Regions from separate parts of the Triticum aestivum genome. Here region 1 is linked to region 2. The links are chromatin contacts, called in public Hi-C maps. All regions are on one chromosome and are shown on one strand. Each heading gives the region's core, a stretch centred on a gene start, on an enhancer-like site or on the middle of the called end of the contact. The rest is flanking DNA. Distances are from core to core; before and after follow the strand shown. Region 1 has its middle 43 kb from the start of LOC123091221. Region 2 holds the start of LOC123091221 (non-lysosomal glucosylceramidase).

Region 1 (4,368 bases), core at 743-3,242, 43 kb before region 2:
CCCAGCCCGGTTTTTCTGGTTTTGGGAAACTTCTAGAAGGTTCCCTAAATCGTTTTTCTTCTTTTGTCGGTTTTTCTATTTCTTTTTTTTCTCTTTTTTATTTCTTTTTTCCTTTTCTATTTCTTTTTGTCGTTTCCTTTACATTTCAAGTCCATTTTTAAAAAACAAATCAGGTTTCAAATTTTGTTCACAAACTGAAAAAGAATTAGTACTTATAAAATATTTCCAATTTTGTAAAAAATTTCATGCTTTCAAAACTTGTTCATAAATTCAAATAATGTTCGCATTTAAAAAAAATCGGGCATTTCAAAAATTGTTCTCATTTTCCAAAAATTGTTTGGAATGTTTTTGTTCATTTTTTTGGGACTTTTCAAATAATGACCGGGATTTTAAAAAATGTTCATGCTTTCAAAAATTGTTCTTGTTTCCAGATTTTGTTCACGTATTCAAAAACTGTTCAAGATTCAAATTTGTTTGGAAATTTCAAAATTGTTCTCCGTTTCTAACTTTGGTGTAAAAATAAAAAATATCTTCATGATTTTCAAAATTTTGTGTTTCTGTTTCTTTTCTTTTCTTCTTTCTTCCTTTTCAAGTATTTATTTCCCTTTTTCTGCTTCTTTTTCTATTATATTCTTTTTTCTTTCTCTTTTTTTATTTTAGAAAAAGTTTGAATTCAGAATTTCTGAATTTTCCTTTTTTCAATTTTGTTCAGAAATCAAAAAAAAAATACGTTCCAAATATGTTCAGGATTTTTTGAATAGTTCATTTTTTCAAAAAATGTTCCCATTTTCTGAAATCTGTTCACAAATTCAAAATAGGTTCAGGAGTTTTCCCAAAATATTTGTGGTTTGAAATTATTTTGAATCCCAAAAATTGGTCCTGTTTTCAAATTTTGTTCACTGGTTAAAAATCGTTTGGGAATTTCAGAAAATGTTCAGGTTTCAAAATTGTTCAAGAGGTTTCCAAATTTTCATGAAATGGTCACTTTTTTCAAAATTTGTTCTCTTTAATAAAAAAGAAATTTGAGTTTTTTTCAAATTGTTAAATAAATGTTCACTTGTTCTAAAAGTCTTCACAATTGGAAAATATGTTCAGGATTCAAAAAATATTGGTTCTACATTTTTGTTCGGGATTTACAAAAGTGTTCAAAAGTTCAGAAAAGTTCTTGATTTCTCGAATTTTGTTCACAAATTGAAAGAAAGTTCAAGATATTCATAAAAAGCTTGCCTCTCCCTAATATTGTTCACAGTTTCATAAATTGTTCACATATGCCAAAATTGTTCGCTTTTCAGATTTTTGTTCAGAGTTTCACTAAATGTTCCATTTATTCCAAAAATGTTCACATTTTGGAAAAATGTTAATGTTTTCAAATTTGTTCAAAATTTTCCCTCTTTTCTAAAATTTGTTCAAGATTGAAAATTGTTTGACTCTTCCACAAAATGTTCACTTTTCTAATATTTCCAACTTTGTAAATTTGTTCACAATTTTGAAATATTTTTTATTCAATAAATATTTGCTTTCCTAAATAGTAACGCATTCAAAATTCTCAAAGGAAGAAATAGATCTGTCTCCTTTTACAGTTATTATAAGCGGCGCTGCAACATTTAGACAGCAAAATTATGTATTGCAGTGGTTATTTACCACTTCTTGACCACAGGAGGTGCTGAGTTCGAAACCTTATGAGTCCATCTTTTTTAGGAATTTTATGCGAGTCCCGCTACTTAAATGATTGCGCTACGAAATTGTCACAGAAGGTGTTCAACTCCAGCGGCATGGTTCGTGAATAGACGAGGAAGCGTCGCGAGTTAGAGCCCAGCGCGAAGCGCAAATCGTTTTCTTTAAAAAAAATCGCTTTGCGGGGTTGGCTACCTGGGCCGGCCCGTTGGTTCGACGCCTCTGCGAAGCTTCGCCAGTTTGCCGCATAACGCGGCACATAGGAGGTCCCTTCTACAACAACTTTATTTTTTTATTCCCTGTTCTCTCAACACGAATGGGCCAAAGGCCAACTTTTATTTTTCTTTCTGTCCCACTTGGGCCTAGCCAAACTGGGCCTAACACCCAGCTCTCCTAGCGAGCACCTCCTCTCCTTCCTGTACGTTCACGTTCACAACTAACAGAAGAGGAAACCTTATTTCAAAAAAAAAAAAAACAGAAGAGGAAACCTCAACAGCCACCACGCATGTTAACTGATGCCCTTCTTTTAATTCCTCCTCCCTGCCTATTTCTCTCAACTTCCTTTCTCTCCCAACCAGCGCCTATTCTCCTTCCTCTTCCTTCCTATGTACGCTCCCTCCACCCACACACACATAGAAGAAACATACAGCCACACGTACATAAGAGAAACATCCCTCCCTCTTTCCCATAAATCCCATCAGTTCCCAAAACTGCAGCCCCTCCTTATTGTGCGCCTCCACCTCTTCTTCCACCCCGCACAAACTCCTGCCTCTCCCTTCCTCTTTTCTCTCCAGAACACTCTGCAAACAAATGGTGCTCCATGGACACCGGTGCTCGACCCTGATGAAGGAGGCCATCCCCATCCAAATCCTTGCGCCAGATGATACTCCTCCATGCCGCAGCTCCATTCAGAGAAGAAGGAATGTGTTCTGTAGATCACACGCGAAGAATTTCACATGTCCGTCTACATTGTTCGTCCAGTTCATCGCACCGTTCCGTCAAACTTGGTGAGCTTCTATCAAATTCCTTTTGCACGCGTACTTGTCATCACCTAGTGTATCCCTTAGACATCATGATTCAACCTATCTATGTTGTTGGCCGTGTGTGTTCAAAACCGAATTCGATTTGATGGCATCGACTTGTCTTTTTTGTTTTCTGTACATCGAATGATCTTGTGGTCAATATATGAAATGTATCTTGTGGCTGTAGAAACTCAGTGGTGGAGTTAGATTGTTGGTTCTATCTTGTGAACGGTAGAATAGATATAATCATACTCGTTTTTTTAGAATTCAATGGTCTTTCGAGTATGGTTAAATTCTATACTAGTATGTTATTTTCATGTGTTCTTGATATTCTTATGAGTGTATGCTAGATATCTCTTAATTTGTGTGTCATGTGATTTATTAGATTTATTTTACTCTTGTTGAAATTAGTACAATTGTTGTATGTATTGTTTTGGCTCGATAATGTGTGTGACCACATATAATTATTTTTATGCATGTGTAATGTTTTTTTAGGAATTATTCCCATGTTTAGTGTTTTGTTTAGATTTTGTTTGAGTTACTAAATATAGTTTTGTGTGTTGTCTCGTGTTGATATCATTTTATGCGTCATGGTGTCCTTTCTTATGCATGCGTACAATATTTGGTGAACGTTCGCCATGTATATAATTTGTAAGATCATTCTAAGCTTTGCTTTGTTTATCGACTGATGAAATACTTCATACCTTGACTATTTAATTTTGTTTAGCATGGTGATATCTTAGATATGATTTACATATTCATTTCCGTCCATGTCGCATGTTCGTTTTATTGGTTTGAAATCATGGCATGCCTCTAATAGTTATTAGGCATCATTTGTAGGTGTTTTGCATAGTTTTCTTTATGCTAAATGTCAAATAAAATGCCTTGTTGATTGGAAATGAGTGCATTATAGTTTGTTGCGTAGAATATAATTCTCAAGTTGTTCCTCTTCTTTCTAGATGTTTGTTATCCATGATTTCATGGTTGGATGCTTTATGTCATTCATATTTGTATTGCTATATAGAATCACTCTGATGGAATAAAACTAGTTTATTGCATATTGATGATTATCATGTGTGTTTATTTATATTAGTTTATTGCCATGCCGTGTTAACAATTGCTTATAGTAGAATGAATGTTTGGTTGTATGCGTATCATGTACTATATCATTTCTAGTTTGCGTTGAATGACTACACATATGATTAGCCTTGATTTACATTATAGTAATTTGTTGATCTTGTACATTCTTTTATTGAGCAACTTCTTGGTTGATCAATACTATGCCATGTTGTTGGGATTGTATAAATAGATTGCATAACATGTGTGTAACAACCCGTGATTTCTATGATGCCTAGGTTGTCCAGTTATGTATTACCAAGTCTAGGTTGTACTAGGTAAAAATACATGTCTTCATGTTATTCATGCTAGTATAGCACACTGCTTGATGTGATTGATGCCATGACCTAGATGTGTACTTGCTTAGTATGTTTTTTCCTTTTGCTTGTAAGTCACAACTAGCATGATAGTGTTGTGTGCTAATGCCATTCTTGATAGTCATGTTAGTTGATATCAACTAAGTTATGTCATAGTTATAAGTTGTATTCTACTGGTAGCATAGTTTGGCATCTTGCGTCATGATCATCCATGCTTAGTGTTATATCTAGTCTACCTT
Region 2 (4,429 bases), core at 914-3,413:
AATGACCTATGATCAAAGAATAAGACTCATACACAATAGTTTGGATGAAACAACACAGACCCCGAGTTTCGGGGTGCCGGCTTTATTATCATTGATCATAAAAAGATATATACAGTAATGTATGTATAAAAGTTGGAGCCAGTGGCTCTAAGTGTAATAAGGATGAATATGAGCAATGTTCCAAGGCCTGTTGGTTTCCTCCTCAGATGTACGCGACTTCTTGTGTTCACGTATATCAATCAGATAATATAACCCGTTGTTGAGGTCTTTACTGATGATGAAAGGTCCTTCCCAAGGAGGTGAAAGCTTGTGCATGCCAGTCTAATCTTGAATCAATCGAAGCACTAAGTCGCCTTCCTGGAACATACGACTGCGAACTCTACGACTGTGATAGCAACATAGGTCTTGCTGATATATTGCTGATTTGGATACTGCAAAGTCACGTTCCTCTTCCAAAGCATCAAGGAAATCTTGCTGAGCCTTTTCGTTATCTGCTTCAACATAAGCCGCCACTCTGGGGGAATCGTGACGAATATCGCTCGGGAGCACCGCTTCAACATCGTAAACCATAAAAAATGGTGTATAACTAGTTGATCTATTGAGAGTAGTCCGTATGCTCCAAAGGACAGAGGGAACTTCCTCAACCCAACAACCAGGAGTACACTCAAGAGGAACCATGAGTTGGGGGCTTGATACCTCGTAAAATCTCCTGGTTATCACATTCTGCCTGACCATTGGATTGGGGGTGTGCCACATAGGCCACGTCAAGCCAGATGTGCTCTTGTTCCAAGCTCAGGCAGCGTGACGATGACGAAGATTGTGTCCAGGACATGGTGGAGCCGGCTGCTCTGTTGTCTAAATGAATGCCTACTTGCACTGTTATGATTAAGTTTTTGCTATGGTTTGGTCAGTTTGATGTGAACTGAAGTGATGTTGGCATTCTAGTTTCAACAATGGTGTTTGTAGTGGACTGAAGTGATGTATGGTTGCCATCGGTGGCGCTCATAGCGGAGACGACAATCAAGACTCGGTCCGCTCCGACTGTTCCCCACAACCATGATCTCCGCCTCCTATCAAACCCTACTCTGCCGACAACTACATCGTGCTCGGGGAAGCGAAGACGCACGAACAGAGGCGACAACTGAAACCATCGATTACCTGGGGGCCCTCTTGTCTCATCTAAACTCTAAAGTTCACTCGTGTGAGTCAGTCCGACTGGACCAGCTCCCATAGTTGACGTGGGGGAAAGGGCCCAACGTATCACAAAGCGTACACATGACCGTATCCGTTACATATTCGCAAGTCTTACGATTGTATTGGAGCATTTTACGAGTACAAGGATGGTTTTGTTACAAGCCAGCAAGCATAGGGATGAAACATGCAGTTTACTCTGTCATGTGGCATGCCGACTGAGCATCGCTCTCAGAGGGACGGTTCACTGAGCGGAAAAAGAAAGATGATACCATATGGTCACATCAATGGCTAGACCTTCAGTCCCTTTGTGATATGTATAACTCATAACAGTGAGACTTTTGCGCGTTTCCGCTTGATGGTTGGAAAACGACTATGAGATCGAACACGACCAATTGTGCATAAGCTTGAAGTTGAACGGAGAAAAGTCAGCTTACCATCTGAAATTCGTTTGATTTAATTTAATTTAGCAGATTTCTCGGAAAATTAAATTTAATATAATTTAACTTTTTAACACGGTATAAACAGAGACGCTCATGCATACACACTTACAATCTCCCTGTAAGCGTACACACATATACCATATCCTTGTGAGCATCTTCGGGAGCCTGGGTTATCATATCATCTTGAGATTGATAAAGTCGTCACTAGACGCATATATCCGGAAAGCCTGACTTAAATTCAGAAAATACGACCACCAATGCGAAGTTTAGAACCTAAACCATTTGTTTCATCACAAAGAACATAATCATAGATACGCAACTTTCTCGAAATGTTCTGTAAGAGGTTATGCACACCTACAAAGTTAGGTAGCTTAGGTAGCAAACTCTTAGTGACTCAGCAGCAGCTGCTAGACACGTTGTCTCGTGACACTAACAAACAATTTACGGTACTATTTTCCCTCAAAATGAAAAAAAACAATCATTACCTTAGCTGCAGAGCATCAGATTTGTCATTTGTGTGATGATCAATCTCCGTCCGGGAGCAAGCAACCCTGCCTGCGAGATGTCACTTTCCGGAGTTGGCCCCACGGCAGAACGGCTCCGCAAAATCGTGGGTTTTTCTCCGGTCTCCGGTAAACTAATCCCACAAGTGAAGAAGCCACGTCGGTGCGTGGTGGTTACGATTACTTGCGGGGCGGCATCGTCTTCTCTTCCATCTCACGCGCTCCCGTGTTCAGACTAGTCTCTGGGGCGGGCGGGCGGAGCTCAGATCCCCGGCGAGCGGATTCCAGATCGAGAAAGGTCAGATTCTTCCTCCCCATTGTCGCTCGAATCTATTCAGGGTTTCTCTCCCGATTTCTAGGAGGGGGTCCTCTTCGCGCCCGGTCTGGCCCCAGCCGTTGCCTCTCGGGGGTGTTCTTGCGGGGATCATCCTCACCATTTTACTCCTTCCCTCCTCCGATAGGATTGCCAGTCTTGTCTTTGCTCTGCGATTTACCAAGGGCAGTGTTTGCAGCATGCAGTTGGATAGAATGATAAAACTGTTTTTCATCCAATCAATGCGTGCGTTGAGAATTTGGCGTGGTCTGTTGTTCTGTTCAGAAAAATCCATTTCTCGCTGATACTATATGAGATGCCGTGGTCCGTTGTTTGTCTGTGTTTGCAATTAAGTAAAAGCAAGGAATCCTTTTTATTACTATATTATTGAAGTTTGATGAGTCAGCACAGCAGTGTCGTCAGCTTCAGTTTACCGTGGTTTTGCTAACTCTGTTTACATCTGCCTTATCCGCACTTGTCTAAGATACACTATTATAGTGACGAAGGCCGCTAAAGTCAATCATGTTAAGATTTACATCGCACCAAATACCATATATATTTTACACATGCAACTCCGTTGATAGTTGGATGCTAGATATTCAGTATCTTCGTGTCTGACAGAGTTCCTATCTCGAGTTGATCTGACAATTTTTGTTCCATCCTATATGCTTTTTGTAATGAACATATTCAGATAGTTAAGAAATATAGTACAAAACAGTACACTCGTTACATATTCAAATTTCAGTCTGTTTACAGGCCCAGCTCGAAGGAAGAAAGAATGGTGAAAGATGTCCATGAGCCACGAAATGGCGTTTCTCTGAATAGTTCATCTTCGCAAAGTATCGTTAATTCAGTGAGTTATTTCTTCCGAGATTCACTTGTAAGCTGCCACCAGATTTGTTTCTTACCATGATGCCTTTGTGAATTCTACTGACAATTTTAATTTTTTTGTACCCTTTGACTGACAGAAAACGCAAAAGGGTTTGTGTCTTGATTTTTTACATGGAAAAAGCTATTGTTATTCACCTTTACTCAATACAGTTGTTTGCTCTCCGTTGACAAGCAAATCCTTGTAGCATGTAGTCCAGAATACTTGATAGTGTACATAAAGACAGATGATTATTGTGCACATCATCCATAGTTAACCACCAATCTGAATGTGTGGATCAAGTTTAAAAGAAAAGGAAAAAGAGGGAAATAGTTACTCCTTTTTTGCTTATTTAGCGCCTCCATCAGATTTGAGTTTAAAATGGTGCTTTGACTTGTCAGGAAAAGGTTTGTCGTGGACAAATTCCAGAGTTGACATGGGAACACAAGCTAAGCCATGTTAGATATGATTTGCCGTCATTCGGACTTACATGGAGGGAAGTACGGCAGATGGTATGTCTTTTTCTTTATGGAACTCCTAATTTTATGGTCTGCTGAAATTTATCTGAGCATGATTGTTTTAGTGGTCCAGCTGTTGTTTAAGAATAACAATGATTATTGGCAACCTTAACTATAATTCTTATGTGTTGCTTTTTCTATGACGTTTTTTGGGTTCTTACTAGGATTGTTCTTTGCTGTTCTTGCTTTATTCTTCAAATTTCCTTTTATGTTTTCTCCTTGCCTTAGCTTCATTTCATTATTGCAGGCTGGTCTTGGTTTACGTCTTGGTCGACACATCCTTGAAGAAACTTCAAAAGGACGAGTACGCTTTCACATGTTTGCTTGTACTACTCATTGTTGTTTGGAGTTTTGCCCAATTACAGATGTCTCTTTCTGATCATTGTTAGTTTTTTACAGACTGCTATTATTGATCCCATGAAGAAGCGCACTGCAAGATCTGGTCAGGGTGTTCCACTTGGAGGCATTGGGTATACCTTCTTGACTTCTCTCAGTGTAACATGTATTTCTTATCAATGTTGAGTGTGGCATCCATCGTAGTTTTTATATTATCACTAGAAAACTTATTTTACTACTTTTAAATTGTTGAACTG

The links. A called contact is a pair of places that touch in the nucleus more often than the background predicts.
Region 1: a Hi-C map of leaf shows a contact between it and region 2, with 2.5 times the contacts expected there. The contact joins the enhancer-like site here to the promoter of LOC123091221 in region 2. A contact is called at or near these places in 2 of 5 Hi-C or Micro-C datasets (both in leaf).

Annotation. Positions count from the first base shown.
Region 1 is chr4B:92,588,740-92,593,107 of IWGSC CS RefSeq v2.1, reverse strand. No RefSeq gene overlaps it. Among protein-coding and RNA genes, the nearest start is that of LOC123091221, 43 kb to the right of the region's middle. Within about 2 kb of position 1,992, at least 4 of the 8 cell types and tissues checked have an H3K27ac peak or open chromatin away from gene starts, as enhancers often do. A contact at or near this core is called in leaf, where this site is marked.
Region 2 is chr4B:92,545,670-92,550,098 of IWGSC CS RefSeq v2.1, reverse strand. It overlaps LOC123091221 (non-lysosomal glucosylceramidase), which reads left to right and starts at 2,163. Exons shown (of 20, transcript XM_044512654.1): 1 at 2,163-2,435; 2 at 3,207-3,303; 3 at 3,720-3,830; 4 at 4,084-4,140; 5 at 4,236-4,306. The coding sequence starts at 3,229.